Regions from separate parts of the Macaca mulatta genome. Here region 1 is linked to region 2. A link is a contact called in public Hi-C data. All regions are on one chromosome and are shown on one strand. Each heading gives the region's core, a stretch centred on a gene start, on an enhancer-like site or on the middle of the called end of the contact. The rest is flanking DNA. Distances are from core to core; before and after follow the strand shown.

Region 1 (7,142 bases), core at 3,759-6,258, 290 kb after region 2:
CCCAGCTATTTTTTATAGTTTTAGTAGAGACAGGGTTTCACCATGTTTGCCAGGCTGGTCTCAAACTCCTGACCTCAAGTGATGCACCTGTCTCGGCCTCCTGAAGTGCTGGGATTACAGGTGTGAGCCACCTCGCCCAGCCTACTGATGCTTGAAATGTGAGGTTTCATTAGGGAAAAATTTTCTTGTTGAATTTCTAACATGAAAAAATAATAGATTTAGCTGTAGATTAAATTAATGGTCTTGATAGTTTGGTACAATGAAATAAATGAAATGAAGTTGATAACTGAGAAGAATCTTTGATGCTTTTGAACAATTTAAATAATGCAAATATTTAATATATAAAGACATGAAAAAGTTCATTACGTTATTATTTATTTATTTATTTATTTATTTATTTATTTGAGACACAGTCTCACTCTGTTACCTAGGCTGAAGTGCAGTGGTGCAATCTCAGCTCACTGCAACCTCTGCCTCCTGGGTTCAAGCAATTCTCCTGCCTCAGCCTTCTGAGTAGCTGGGATTACAGGCACACACCACTACACCCAGCTAATTTTTGTATTTTTAGTAGACACAGGGTTTTACACCATGTTGTCTCAAAAAAAAAAAAACTATAAAAAATTAAAATTATATGTTCAAGTAAATTAAATATATAATAATGAAAAAGGAGGCCTAGCATGACTAACTGCATTTTACTCCTAACCCTTCCTACCCTGTGGTGATATCTTTCAGGCTAACTGCTTTTTCTCATTTCTGCACATAGGCCAAGCTATCTATGGGAGGGATTTAGCTTACAGTTTAACTTTAAAGCACAGATGACAATAATTCCTTCCCCAAACTGTCTCCTGAGAAGATAAAGAGGTTGTATGCACAAGTAACAGTGTTATGTTGAAGATTTATAAGAGCATTGTGATCTGACAAAGAACAAAGAATTTTCACCATCCCCTTGGGCTCTCACTGCAGCTCATAAGTCTGTCATTGTCAGACCTCTTCACCTCAACCACCTCCTTCTTCCTCCCTTCCCTAACATACAAGGAGCCTGAAAATTGTATTAATTTAAGATGGTTCTTTAGGATATTAGTTCACCATCTTCAGTTTGGTGGCTCCCTGGATTAAAGTCACCTTCCCTGCCCCTCCCTATACCTTGTCCCTGGACTTACTGGCTGTCATGCAGCAAGCGGTGAGTGCAGTGAGCCGAGATCACACCACTGCACTCCAGTCTGGGTGACATAGTGAGACTCTGTCTAAAAAAAAAAAAAGAGAAGAGAGAGAGAGAAATTTCATTTTAGAACCAGACAAATTAAATGGGAGACTTACTTCCAATGAGACCTAGAAATTTCTAAATTTCTAAAATTTCTGTAAGAACAGAGAAAATTGCCTCCATTGAGGAAGTAAGCTGAGGGAGGTAAACTGACACGTTTTCTGAATTGAGAAATATTGAGGAGGCTTTGTCTCTTTCGCCTCCAACTGCTCCTTCTCCTCCTGCCCCTGTGCCTGCATAGTTTTTCTTACCTGAGCCTTCCTGTCCTGCCTTGCCTCTTCTTCCATCACCATCACCCGAGGAAAGTCCCCAGGGCTCTGGCCCCTTCCCTGAAACTTCTGTTCTGACAGCCCCTTTCAAGGTAAAACCCACAGGAAGAGGGGAGCCTACCATTGTGTATACCGCTTCACCAAAATGTGAATTAAGAATATTATAAAAGACTTCCATGGTCTAAATGTAAATACATTTCACTCTTCTGTTTCTAAAGCAGGCTCCAAGATTCTACAGGGTTTGACAGAAAATTTGACTTAACTGTTGAAACCTTTGAGCCCAAATATTCTGACCTTTATCAATTAATTCACATGCTGGTGAAGAAGGCAAGGTCAGTAACTGGTTGCAAAAGGCAAATTGGAAGGATTTTCAAAAGAGACTGAAGCAGAACATGAAAGGTTAACATTTTAGCCAAATATCTCCATGTTGCCATTCCCCAGGTCCTTCCTAAAAACATAGATTGGAGGATAATTCAGCAATGTGAAGCCAGACAAATCTGTCTTTGCTTACCTAAAATGGTTTGAGAGCCAGGTATGGTAGCTCATGCCTGTAATCCCAGCACTTTGGGAGGCCGAGGTGGGAGGATCACTTGAGGTCAGGAGTTCGAGACCAGCCTGCCAACATAGTGAAACCCTGTCTCTACTAAAATACAAAAATTAGCCAGGTGGCTACTCAGGAGGCTGAAGCAAAAGAATCGCTTGAACCCGGGAGGCGGAGGTTGCAGTGAGCTGAGATCCTGCCACTGCAATACAGCCTGGGTGACAGAGCAAGACTCCATCTCCAAAAGAAAAAAAAAAAAAGAAAAAGAAAATTAGTAAGGTAGTAGAAATATAATGCACACGAGAATGATAATCATGAAGACAATCTCTATTCCAGAATAGTAAGGAAACCTATTCCATTAGGGAGCCAACTGAAAACATCAAATCCCAGTTCACACCCCAGGGTGTGGTGTCACCTGCCTGTAGTCCCAGCTACTTGGGAGGATTAGTAAGGAGGTTTGTTTGACTTCGTGAGGCCAAGGCAGAAGTAAACCCTGATCATGCCACCGCACTCCAGCCTGGGCAACAGTGAGACCTTGTCTGAAAAACAAACAAACAACCCCACAAAACCAAACAACAACAACAACAAATTGTCACATCACTCTGAAATGACAGTGGCAAACATAACTTTGTTATTGGAAAATTAAAAGAAAAATACTCCCTCTTGCTATCAACCTGCCCTCTTGCTCTAACATGTCTGACCCATGGTTTAAAATGCCCAAACCTTGATGTACTCAAATTATAGTACACTTACCTGTTCTGCACCAGCATTTATCTTTCTCTGGAGGACATCACCATCCATGGTCCTATAATGTCTAACAGCATGGAATGATGAAGGGCAGTGTCTTTTAGGATATTTGGACACACACACACACACACACACACACACACACACACACACACACACACACCCCTCTCTGAAGAAATCCAGCATTGGGCGAGTTCCCTCAAACTTTTCACTAGGCATGACCACTGCTCTATTTTAGACAGAGATTCTACGGGGCAAAACCTGAGAATTATCTGCCTGGCTATCAAGAAGATAGCTCCTTTCATTTTTGGGGGAGAACACTTTTGCTTCAAGGGACTGTTTCCTCCCAGGATTACAAATCTTTCTGTAACCTCAGGAAACATTGCTGATGAAAACCAGGCATGGTGGCTCTGGCCTGTAATCCCAGTGACCCAGGAGCTGAGGTGGGAGGATCACCTAAGCCCAGGAGTTCCAGGTTGCAGAGAGCTATGATGGCACCACTGCTCTCCAGCCTGGGCCACAGAGCCAGACACTGTCTCTGAAAGAAAAAGAAAAAGAAAGAAAAACATTGCTGATGAAACTGTGGCCTCTTTTGCAGCTCAATAAAAAGCTGGCTAAGGTTGTAGTAGATAATCACATCACTTTAGATGATACATTTAGCCGAGCAGGGAGATGTATGTGTGGTGGCAAATACCTTTTGTTATATATACATAAATATTTCCCATGCCGTAGAACCTTCTCTAGAAGAAATCAGAAAAGAAGCCACTTGGCTACAAGAAATCATTAAAGAAGAAATGGGATTTGAAGTTTTCCCTGATGTTTTCAGTTGGCTGCCTAATGAAATAGGTTCCCCTACTGTTCCAGGATACAGATTCTCTTTGTGATTATCATTCTTGTGTGCATTATATTTCTACTACTCAAATCAATGTTATGTATTTCTCATTGTTTTACTTCTTTTGAGAAACTGAATTCATGGTACTCTAAAGACTAGAGATGATTCAACAAGTGACAGCAACTATCGAATTGGCCGAGATGGTTCTCTCTCTCTCTCTCTCTCTCTCTCTCTCTCCCCTCCCCCCTTCTGTGATGCCACACCAATTCAGCTTTTGGGCACCGTTAAAAATTCCTCAGTAAGAGGGCTCCTTTCCTCCCCTGCCCCCAGTGTGGGACAGGACTATCTGGGAATGAGCCTTTCTGGCAAGGAGGGACACAACTTTTGATCGACAAGGCTTTCAAGAAAATCCTTTTATCTAAAGGGAGAATGAGAAAAGAAGACAATTTTTTTTTTTTTTTTTTTTTTTTTTTTTTTTTTTTTTTTTTGAGACGGAGTCTGGCTCTGTTGCCTAGGCTGAAGTGCAGTGGCACAATCTCGGCTCACTGCAACCTCTGCCTCCCGGGTTCAAGTGATTCTCCTGCCTCAGCCTCCCAAGTAGCTGGGATTATTGGTGCCCACCCCTACACCCGGCTCATTTTTTATATTTTTCGTAGAGACGGGGTTTCACCATGTTAGTTAGGCCTTGAAATCCTGACCTCAGGGGATCCAACCGCCTCAGCCTCCCAAAGTGCTGGGATTACAGGCGTGAGCCACCGCGCCCAGCGAAGAAGAAAACTTTCATGAGAAGTGTGAGCCTTTTCAAATTCTCAGGCCCAGAGAGGCATTACATTGAGACAGCAACCACATTCCGCTTCCTTTTTGTACAATACTGTATTTGAAAAACAAAAAACCAAAACGGCAAGATTCATGAAATTGGACAACTTTCTTTAAAACACTACTACTGGTAAAACCAATAAGGATGGCTGGTTTCCAGTCATCTGAGCAGCCTCTCTAGTTTCATAGATATGATTTCTCCCTGATATTGAAGGGCTTCCAATTTTAAGTGGAATGCTACTTCACAAAGATAACCAGGTTTGAAAGGAACAGGTTTTCCTTGTAATCCTAAACGTTCCAGTCCGCGAATTAAAAGCCATTTTTTGAAGACGGGCGCACAGGCTTCCAGCTCTCCTCCAGAAGGGTCCACCGCAGGACACAGGTTAAGTAGTCCCTTCTCTGGGAGAGACTAGATGCGGGGTCTCGGCGCACCTCTGCAAAGGACAAGGCGGGAAGGAAAGGAGGGACAGGCAGACGTCACTTCCCTCGCCGGCTCCAGCAGCGGGTTGGTCGGCTGAGTGGCGGAGGGTGGGGCGGAAGAGCAGAAGGGGACTGGGAAAGGCACTGTTGGTGACATCACCGATAGGGCGTTCCTATGTAGATGAGGCAGTTCAGGGTTGCTGCTTCGCCACGGAGGAGTTCCCGTGCTGTAGGAGCAAGTCCAGGAGCTGGCTGGACGTGAGAGTCCCAGCTGTGTGTTAGGGCTAGGAGGGCTCGGAATGGTTGGGGATTGGCGGGGATGGCTCTCGGGGCAAGTGACAGTGTAAAGGGTAAGGCGTATGGAGCTGTGGCGGGCGGAGGTACGTAAAAGCCCTTTGCCCGGCAGGGGAAATGCCATGGTCAGCCAAGTGGTTCATCTTTAAGAGTGAGGCTCATCCATTGCACCCCAGATATGCTGTTCTCTGTTATTTCTCCTAATGTGTAAGCTCAGCTGCGTAACTTGCAGTAATGAAGCAGAAGTTAAGGGGAAAAAATAGGTTTTACCATACTTGACTGACTCCAAGGCCAGCAATAGATAGAGCCCTAGCAGATCCTTGGTAACACCGTCTGAAAAGCCAGAGCCCCAAGGAATGAGTTCCAGAGACGGTCTCTACACAGTCCGCCCCTAGCAAGGATAAGAAGAAATAACAACAAATGCCTTTACTACCTTCTCTTTCCCCCTTACCACTTCTCATTACTCAAGTTGTGTAAGTTCCTGATTTTCCTTCAGTGCAGCTGCAAGGTCACCAGCTATGCTTGCGTTGCAAGACCTGTCACAGTTGAATTAACTGCGTTCTTTCTGCTTCTGTAAGCCCTCTTGCCTGCCCCGCGAATTTCGCGCCATCCCGCTGGCGCCATTCAAACTAGCCAACCCCATTGGGAAGAGTGTATAAAAGTCAAGCCCTGTCTTTGTTCCAGGCTCAAACTTTGGATGTTAATCTGCTGGGCCTGAGTGCACTCAAAATCCTCCTGTTCCACCCGTTGGCCTCTCCGGTCTCCTGATTTCCGCAACAATAGTGGGGGGACTGCGTTCGCACTTTCCCCTGGTCTTTCATGGTATGAATGATAGACAACATTTTTATTCTCCTATAGTCGCAGACTCGGTCTCAATGATTCTATGGTGTGGTCAGCTGTTTTTGTTTTTGTGAGACCTTGTTTTCTTGTTTACTGTCCTGGGACAGATGTCTGTAGTCACTTGTTTCCTCAGGAGGCAAATTTCAGTCTCTGTGGGGGAGGTCTCTCACCTTAGCTGCGGGGGTACTTGGCAGGTGGAGCTCAGGGATCTAGGCTTCCCTGCTTTGTAGACTCCTCAATGGTTCCCAGGGCCTACTGGCTTTCAACACCACTTGAAAACCTCAGGGTTTTTCTGCTATCCCCAGAATCACCTCTTACACAGCCTCAAGCAATCCACCCATCTTGGCCTCCTGAAATTCTGGGATTACAGGTGTGAGCCACCGTGTCTGGTTATAATGCCCTTTCAACTGGACTTTTGAGTATTCTTAAAAATTCCTCAGTGAGGTGGCTCCTTTCCTCCCTGTCCCCTGCCTGAGATAGGACTATCTGCGAATGAGCCTTTCTGGCAAAGAGGGACACCTTGACTGAGCTTTTGATCATCAATGCTTTCAAGAAGAAAGATTTTTTAAAAAAATTTTATCTGAGGAATGTGAGCCCTTTCAAATGATCAGGCCCAGAGAGATGTTAAATCGAGACAGCAACCACTTTCTGTTCCTTCCTTTTGAGCTATGTATTCATCTGTTGAAACTGCTTGCTATCACCTCAAGTAGCTATAAATTATCCTAATAATCCCACACCAAACGCTGTACCCCATACCCTATAACTTAACAACGTATAGCCAATCACCAATCAATGTAATTTCTGTAAACCAATGAGAATTCCTGACAGGCCCCTTTCTATCAGCCCACTGTCTGTCCCTGCTTTTGACCTTTAAAATCCTGTTTGTGACAAAGGCCAAAGGGAGCTCAGATCCAACGTTCTTTGGGTGTGAGTCTTCCAGGCAGCTGTCTTCATGTTGGCTCAAGTAAACTCTAAATTATATTTTGTGCCTCAGCCTCTTTCTTTTAGGTCAACATGTTCAACAACAGTCGAATGAATAAATAAGTTAATGTATATTCATACAAAGTAATACACACAGAAACAACCATATGAATCAGATGAAAACTTCATAGACATAAGACT
Region 2 (6,948 bases), core at 4,329-6,828:
TGGTTACATGCACCTGTAGTCCCAGCTACTTAGGAGGCTGAAGGAGGAGGATTGCTTGAGCCTAGGTGGTCGAGGCTGCAGTTAGCTATGATTGCACCTTTGCACTCTGGCCTGGGTGACAGAGCAAGTTCCTGTCTCAAAAAAAAAAAAAAAAAAAAAAAGGTTTAAAAATACATTTATATACGGTACTAGAAGGGTATCTCATATTCATAAAGGTAGTGCTCCATTAAGGAATGACCATGAATTATTTGCATTTAACAAGGATACACACACATATGTGCATGTAAGTCAACAATCACAGTGATAAGTTTAATACACCTTTCTTAGGAATTGACAGATCCAGTTGATTGAAACTTATTGAGGATATGGAGAATTTGAAGAACATGGTTAATAAGATTAATCATAACTATAATTATGCCTATGCCATCTTATATTCAAAATAGGAAAGTTACCTTATTTTCAGATTCACATGGACTATTGACAAAAATTGACCATAAGTGAGATGGCAAATTAAGTCTCAAGTGTTGAAAAGCTGAAACCATATAGGACCAGGGCATAGTTAACTGATTATAAAACAATAAAATAATCAAACGTGCCCTCCTTAAGATGTACTCTTAGGAAAAAGCACATGGGTTAAAAGGGATATCAGAATAAAAATTACACACTCTTTAGAAATAACAAGAGCACTATAATTCAACCATACCCTGAGACTTCACAAGCTTTGGTCCCAGTAAGCTAGAATTCAAATCTTAGCCCTATATTTAAATAACTCATTGAATTGCTATTTCTTATCCCAATTATCTGTCATTCCACTGTGGAATATATTTCATGGCAAATAATATTAAAACCTATGTGAAGCAGTCAGGAGAAAATTCGTAGCTTTAAAATGCATTTAAGAGAAAATAATTGGTGGGCAGATCGCCTTGGACTCCCAATTATTGCCTCAGGAGTTGGAGACCAGCCTGGACAACATGGCAGGACCCTGTGTCTCCAATAGATACAAAAATTAGCTGGATGTGCTGGTGCATGGCTATAGTCCCAGCTACTAGGGAGGCTGAGACAGGAGGATCGTTGAGCCTGGGAGGCGGAGGTTACAGTGAGTTGAGATCATGCCACTGCACTCCAGCCTGAGCAACAGAGAGAGCATTAAGTTTTTAACTCAAACACTAATAAAGGAACACAACAAAAACCTGTGTAAAGTAGAAGGAACAAACTAAGATGAAAGCATAGTCAATGAAACAGATCATACCTTCCTATTCCACCAAAATGGAATTTATAAAACCAAAGGCTGTTCTCTGAAAATAAAATTAGAGTTAATCCTTCCATAAGCTTACTATTGAAAAAGCACATAAGTAATATTAGATATAGAAGATACTAAAGTGATGTGTATTTTTGATATAAATATATTTGCAATTGTAGACAAAATGGTGACTTTTCCATACACATTACCAAAGTTGAGCTAAGAAAAGTAAAATACCTGAATAAAGAATAACTATAAGATAAACAGAAAAAAAAATCAGATATACATATCCTTAAAAATAGTACCAAGGCTGGGTGTGGCACCTCAACACCTGTAATCCCAGCACTTTGGGAGAGCGAGGTGGGTGGATCACTTGAGGACAGGAGTTTGAGACCAGCCTAGCCAACATGGTGAAACCTTGTCTCTACTAAAAATACAAAAATTAGTCAGGTGTGGTGGCGTGTGCCTATAATCCTGGCTACTTGGCAGTCTGAGGCAGGAGAATCACTTGAACCCAGGAGGCAGAGATTGCAGTGAGCTGAGATTGCGCCACTGTACTCCAGCCTGGGTGACACAACAAGACTCTGTCTCAAAAAACAAACAAAAGCAAGCCCAGGCAGCATTACCAAACACTGAGGAGAGAACATTCATATCATACAAATTGATCAAAATAATAGAATAGTATTAAAAGCCACCTACTGAGTGTGAGACAATGACAACAGATATTATGAAGGCTAAATGAAATAACCCATGAAAGGTAAATAAGCGTTCGGTAAATTAAAATAATAAAGTTGACTATTATGTGCCATGATATAGATTTCATAGTAGAATGAAAGGATAAAATAATTGGGATAAGAAATTGCAATTCAAGGAGCTATAGAAGTGCAGGACCAAGATTTCAATTCAGTCATGTCCCGAAATTTTACAATCTTTCGTCACAATAAACTAGAATTCAAGGTAGAAAATGATTATTTTCTAAAATAAAGATGGTACTTATAAACCTACGTAAATGCCCATTTCTCCTCTTTGAGGTCTTTTTCTGACCTTCCAGAAGTGGGCCTTGAAGTCACAGCCAGGCTCCAGAGGACCGCTGTTTCACTGGATAGCATGCCATTTCTTCTTCAAAATTAAATTATCTTCTCAGAGAATACCACATTTGGGGAATTTAGTTTACTTCTCGAGAATCCCTAACCCAATTATTTCCAGTCTTCCTTAGAGATTTTCTTTCTCCATTAACTCCCATTTTATGTCTGGGAATCTTTTACTTTCACATATGCTCCCTCTCCGCAATTTATTCTTTTTTTATCTTCTCTAAGTGTTAAGGAGTAGTATGTACCTAGTGCGATAGGGAGATGAAGGGGAAAGGCAGAAAAATGAGCTTCTTACCCTTTGGAAGTTTTGACCCCACATTGAGAAACAAAACCAGAAGTGGAGAATAGAGGGAGAAGGACAGCAAACAATTTTATTGGTTCCCATTTTCCTGCCAATGTGCATTAACAAAGAAGTCTAAACCTAAAAGACCTTATGCAAGACCAGATTTTCACATTACTAGCTTTGTGTGTGTGTGACATCCTGCTTTCCATTGCCAAGCTTAAGATATATGTGTCTTAAGGTCTTTCAGTTTTTATATTTGGTCTTTCAGTTTTTAGATTTGCATCTAAAAAGCTGAGCATTGAACAAAGACAGAGTGGGGTTTTTAGAAGCGGCCTTACAGAAGCAAAACAAAAGCAGTTAATCATACAGTGACAGGTTATGTAATCTATAGCATAACATAACTTGGGACCTTGCATAGCTGGTGACCCTGTAGTTGCATTGAAAGAAAAACAAAAACTGGCTAAATACAGACATTTGTAAATAATAATGTTTAAGAAGCCTGGGGAAAGAGTAACAGTAAAAGAATCTGTCTTTCTCTTTTTTTTCCTTCAACCTTGCTCTGGAAGGAAGAGGTGTCTGGAGCCTATTCCTTTGGCCTTGGCTATTCGGACAGCGTTATCTTATAATTGTCCTTGAAGTGAGCTTGCTAGGCAGAGGAAAACTTGTTCTCTTCTTTTAACCCTTGACTTGCCACATTCTGGGCCTTAGCTTTTACTTTTCTTGGAGTGAATAAATGCAGTACTTACTTATTTTTTTAAAAAAATTTCTACCTCAGCTATGAGACTGGTAATAATCAATTTTTATTATTATTATTATTATTTGAGACAGGATTTCCCTCTGCCACCCAGGCTGAAGTGCAGTGGTGCGATCTTGGCTTACTGCAGCCTCCACCTCCTGGGCTCAATTGATCCTCCTACCTCAGTCTCCCGAGTCGCTGGGACTACAGGCGTGTGCCACTGGCTAATTTTTGCATTTTTTGTAGAGATGGGGTTTGCCATGTTGCCCAGGCTGGTCTCCAACACCTGACTCAAGCGTCTGCCTGCCTCCGCCTCCCAAAGTGCTAGGATTACACGCATGTGGCCAATAATTACTTCTGAAGATTCTAACAATACCATTTACAATGACACAAAAATGAAGGACCTAAGAATACATCTAACACATCTAGAGAGAATATTATAATATTGTTGTGAGACAGTAACAGTGACATAAATAAATAAATGGAGAGTTCATGGATTGGAAAGTCAATGTTGGAATGATATCAATCCTCCCTAACCCTCTCCCTCCCGCCCCCAAAAGATCTACAGATTTAGTGCAGTCCCACTCCAAATCCAATCGTTTTCTCAGGAGAATTTGACATAGTTGATCTCTCTTTCTTGAGGCATTTTCTTCTCTGTTTTTCCTCCTACCTCACTGGCTACTCCTTATCAGTATCCTCTGCTGTCACCTCTTCTACGCAACCTCTAAAATGTGGCATGTTTCACGGTTCAGGCTTAGACCTTTTTCTATCTGTACTTCCCCCTCACATTGTCCTTTCTAGTCCTCTGACTCTAAATACCACATCTATATGATGATTGGCAAATTTGTATCTCTAGTCCAGGATTCTTCATATATCCCTTGCTTTTTCAATAGTTACACTTAAATGTCAAATAGGAATCTTAACATGTCCAATATGAAACTTTTGCTTCTTGCTACCCTGTTCCCCTCCTCCAACTTGCTTTCTCAATTCTGTCAATGGACTATTTATTGCTTTGGCCCCAAATCTAGGTGTTTTCCCTCCCATTCTTCTCTTTCTCACATTCCCTACATCTAATCAATAAGAAACTTTGTTGACTCTTCCTACAAAACATCTTCCAAATGTGACCACTCTCAATAGCTCCACTGTTACCATGTTAGTCCAGGCTGCCACTGCCTCTCACCTAGATTCCTAACTGGTCTCCTTGCTTCTGTTGTCTTCTCTACAGCTTGGGGGATCTGTCTCAACTAAGCCTGGTGGCAGTGAGGACCGTCAGCCCCCTCCCAGCCAGCTGTCAGCTATGCCTCCATTCTGTCTGGTTCTCAGGGCTGGAATCGCTGGGCAGGTCTAGCTAATCCTTGGCCCTCCTAGGAAAAGATTCCTAAATCCTGAAGGCATTTAGCTAGGAAAGATCCAGAATGGACCAAGCTATTCCTGTTTTACCCCAAACCGGGTTGGTCTGCTTTGGGGATTACTTCTCAGGTTAGGACCCTCTGAGTGTTCTGAAACGGCCCGGACTCTTACAGAAGCTCTTGTGGTCCTACAATGAATTTAGGGGTCTCCATACCGAGCCTGGAAGGTGAGGAACGACCGCTAACGACCCACAACGACCCACCCTCCCAACCTAATGCCGGTTCTACTCCGCCTGTCCACTCTGGGGAGCTGTGCTTTGACTTGGAAGCCCTCGGATTGAAGGATGGGCCCAAGACCCTCACAGGTGAAGCCTCGGTAGGTCCCAGGGAGAAGAAAGACATTCTTCCACCCTGCGATCCCCCAAAAGTCCGACCCACCCTCCTCCCCACCAGATGCATCAGATCCCTCCAGGGCCTCATTGTCAGTCCTGTAATCTTTTCATCCGTGATAGGATGGGCCGTGGACCCTTGTGGGTGAAGCTCGGCGGTTTCCGAGTCCATGTGGGTTGGCCCCTGCGGAGCCTGGAGCCTTCTTGCCTGCGGGCTTGCTGATCCCGCGGAGCCAGCCAGCTCCCTTCCTGCTTCTGACGGCGAGGGAACCAGCTGGGAGGTCCTCCGAGCTGGACGGGGAGGCGGGCGGCCGTTCGCACTCCTCACCCGCTCTCTCCCTACCGCCGCCGCCTCTGGCCGCTCTAGCGCCAGTCCAAGAAGCTGGGACGGCTGCTGGGAACCCAGCGCCGTCCTCCCGCTTGCTGTGATCTATCAGTCCTACTCTTCGCGGAGGCTCGGCCTGGCGCACCTCAGGCCCGCAGCAGAACCAAGGCTTGGCGGCAGCTGCAACCTCCACAGACGGCAGCTGCAACCTCCATAGACGGCCGCCAGGTGGCGCCGTACCGGGGCCCGAGAGCAGGCAGGGCCCGGGGCGGGGTGGGAGCGACTCAAAGCTACGCGCCTGGGGAGGCCGCGGGCCCTCGCGGACTACGGAACATGCATCCTGCCGCCGGATTTTCACATCTGCCGGCCCAGAAGAAACAATGACGTTGGGATTTTGGGGGACTGCCCCTTGACTCGGGCGAATCAGACACGAACGGCCGACCCCTTGCTCTCTTCCATCCGCCTGCCGCTGCTCCCACCCACCGACTCCTAGAGCTCATTTGTCGCTTCTGCAGCCTCCAGGAATGCAAATAATTTCTCACTGGGTTTTGGTGAGGGCGGAGCTGCGGAGAAGCGCTAGCCCAACAGCTTTCGCCGCAGCTGGGTTCCCGGGCGCCGGCGGCTGGGGCCCTCAGATGGGGGCGGAGGCTGCAATATGCACAGGCGGCCACAGTGTGGCGCAAGCGCCCTGCCGTGGGACACGCTCGGCGCGCGACGCTCCAACCCATCATTTACGGGTCAAATAATCTAGAATCAAGTTGCTACGTGTGTCATACTCTTCCTGTTTTTTCCCTAAACTTTCAGTAGAGTCATTTACATAGTTCAGTTTTTATCTCAGCTATGTTACAGAGTGGCAGGAAAATATTTTGTCTCCAAATTACAGCCCAAGTGTGAGCAGCGTATCCTGAAGCTAGTTAGTAATCAACCAGAAAATCAGGAAGGTAAAGCAAACCTCTGGAGGCAAGGTCTGGACTCTGTGATATCGCCGCTTCTACCTACTTGAAGTTTCTCCTTGCAGTGCCGCACTTGGAGATTTGGACTTAATTGTTAAACAAAAAGAACAGTTACATTCTGCCTTCCTACAGGACAAGGGCCTAGGACTGGCAGCATTTCTGTTGTCTCTAGAAATACAGGGGTTATGAGAAAGCCTCAAAAGAGAGGGCAAGAATAATATATCCATCTGTCATCATGAGTTACCCCCTTGTATGCCTAGAACATACATGGGGACATTCTCTTTTAGTAAAGTCAAAGAGAAAAGCCATGAACTAAGTGTCCTGAACACAGAGGCGTCAGCCCTCTCAGTCTCACAGTCCCTTAGGAGTCATTTGTAAGTTCTATCTCCTTCCTTATCGTCTATACTATTCCCTCTTGTCTCCCTGAAATCTGCCCACTCCTGGCTGTGTGTGTGTCTCTTTGTCTCCCTCTCTCTCATTTTGTCTCTTTCTCTATCTTAATCTTCTGTACATATGCACCCACTCACCTTGTTACCTTGTTCTGAGAAATGAAGTACTATTTTTCAAACTATGTAATAGGAT

Evidence for each region. Hi-C and Micro-C count contacts between places; a contact is called where the count stands out from the background.
Region 1: a Hi-C map of fetal cortex germinal zone shows a contact between it and region 2, with 5 times the contacts expected there. The contact joins two enhancer-like sites. A contact is called at or near these places in 5 of 14 Hi-C or Micro-C datasets (CD4 T cells, blood, fetal cortex germinal zone and 2 more).

What each region holds. Positions count from the first base shown.
Region 1 is chr1:117,636,078-117,643,219 of T2T-MMU8v2.0, forward strand. No RefSeq gene overlaps it. Among named protein-coding and RNA genes, the nearest start is that of TRNAN-GUU, 13 kb to the left of the region's middle. Within about 2 kb of position 5,009, at least 32 of the 40 cell types and tissues checked have an H3K27ac peak or open chromatin away from gene starts, as enhancers often do. A contact at or near this core is called in fetal cortex germinal zone, where this site is marked.
Region 2 is chr1:117,348,398-117,355,345 of T2T-MMU8v2.0, forward strand. The region is part of intron 1 of H2BC18 (H2B clustered histone 18); the gene reads left to right. Among named protein-coding and RNA genes, the nearest start is that of FCGR1A, 12 kb to the right of the region's middle. Within about 2 kb of position 5,579, at least 18 of the 40 cell types and tissues checked have an H3K27ac peak or open chromatin away from gene starts, as enhancers often do. A contact at or near this core is called in fetal cortex germinal zone, where this site is marked.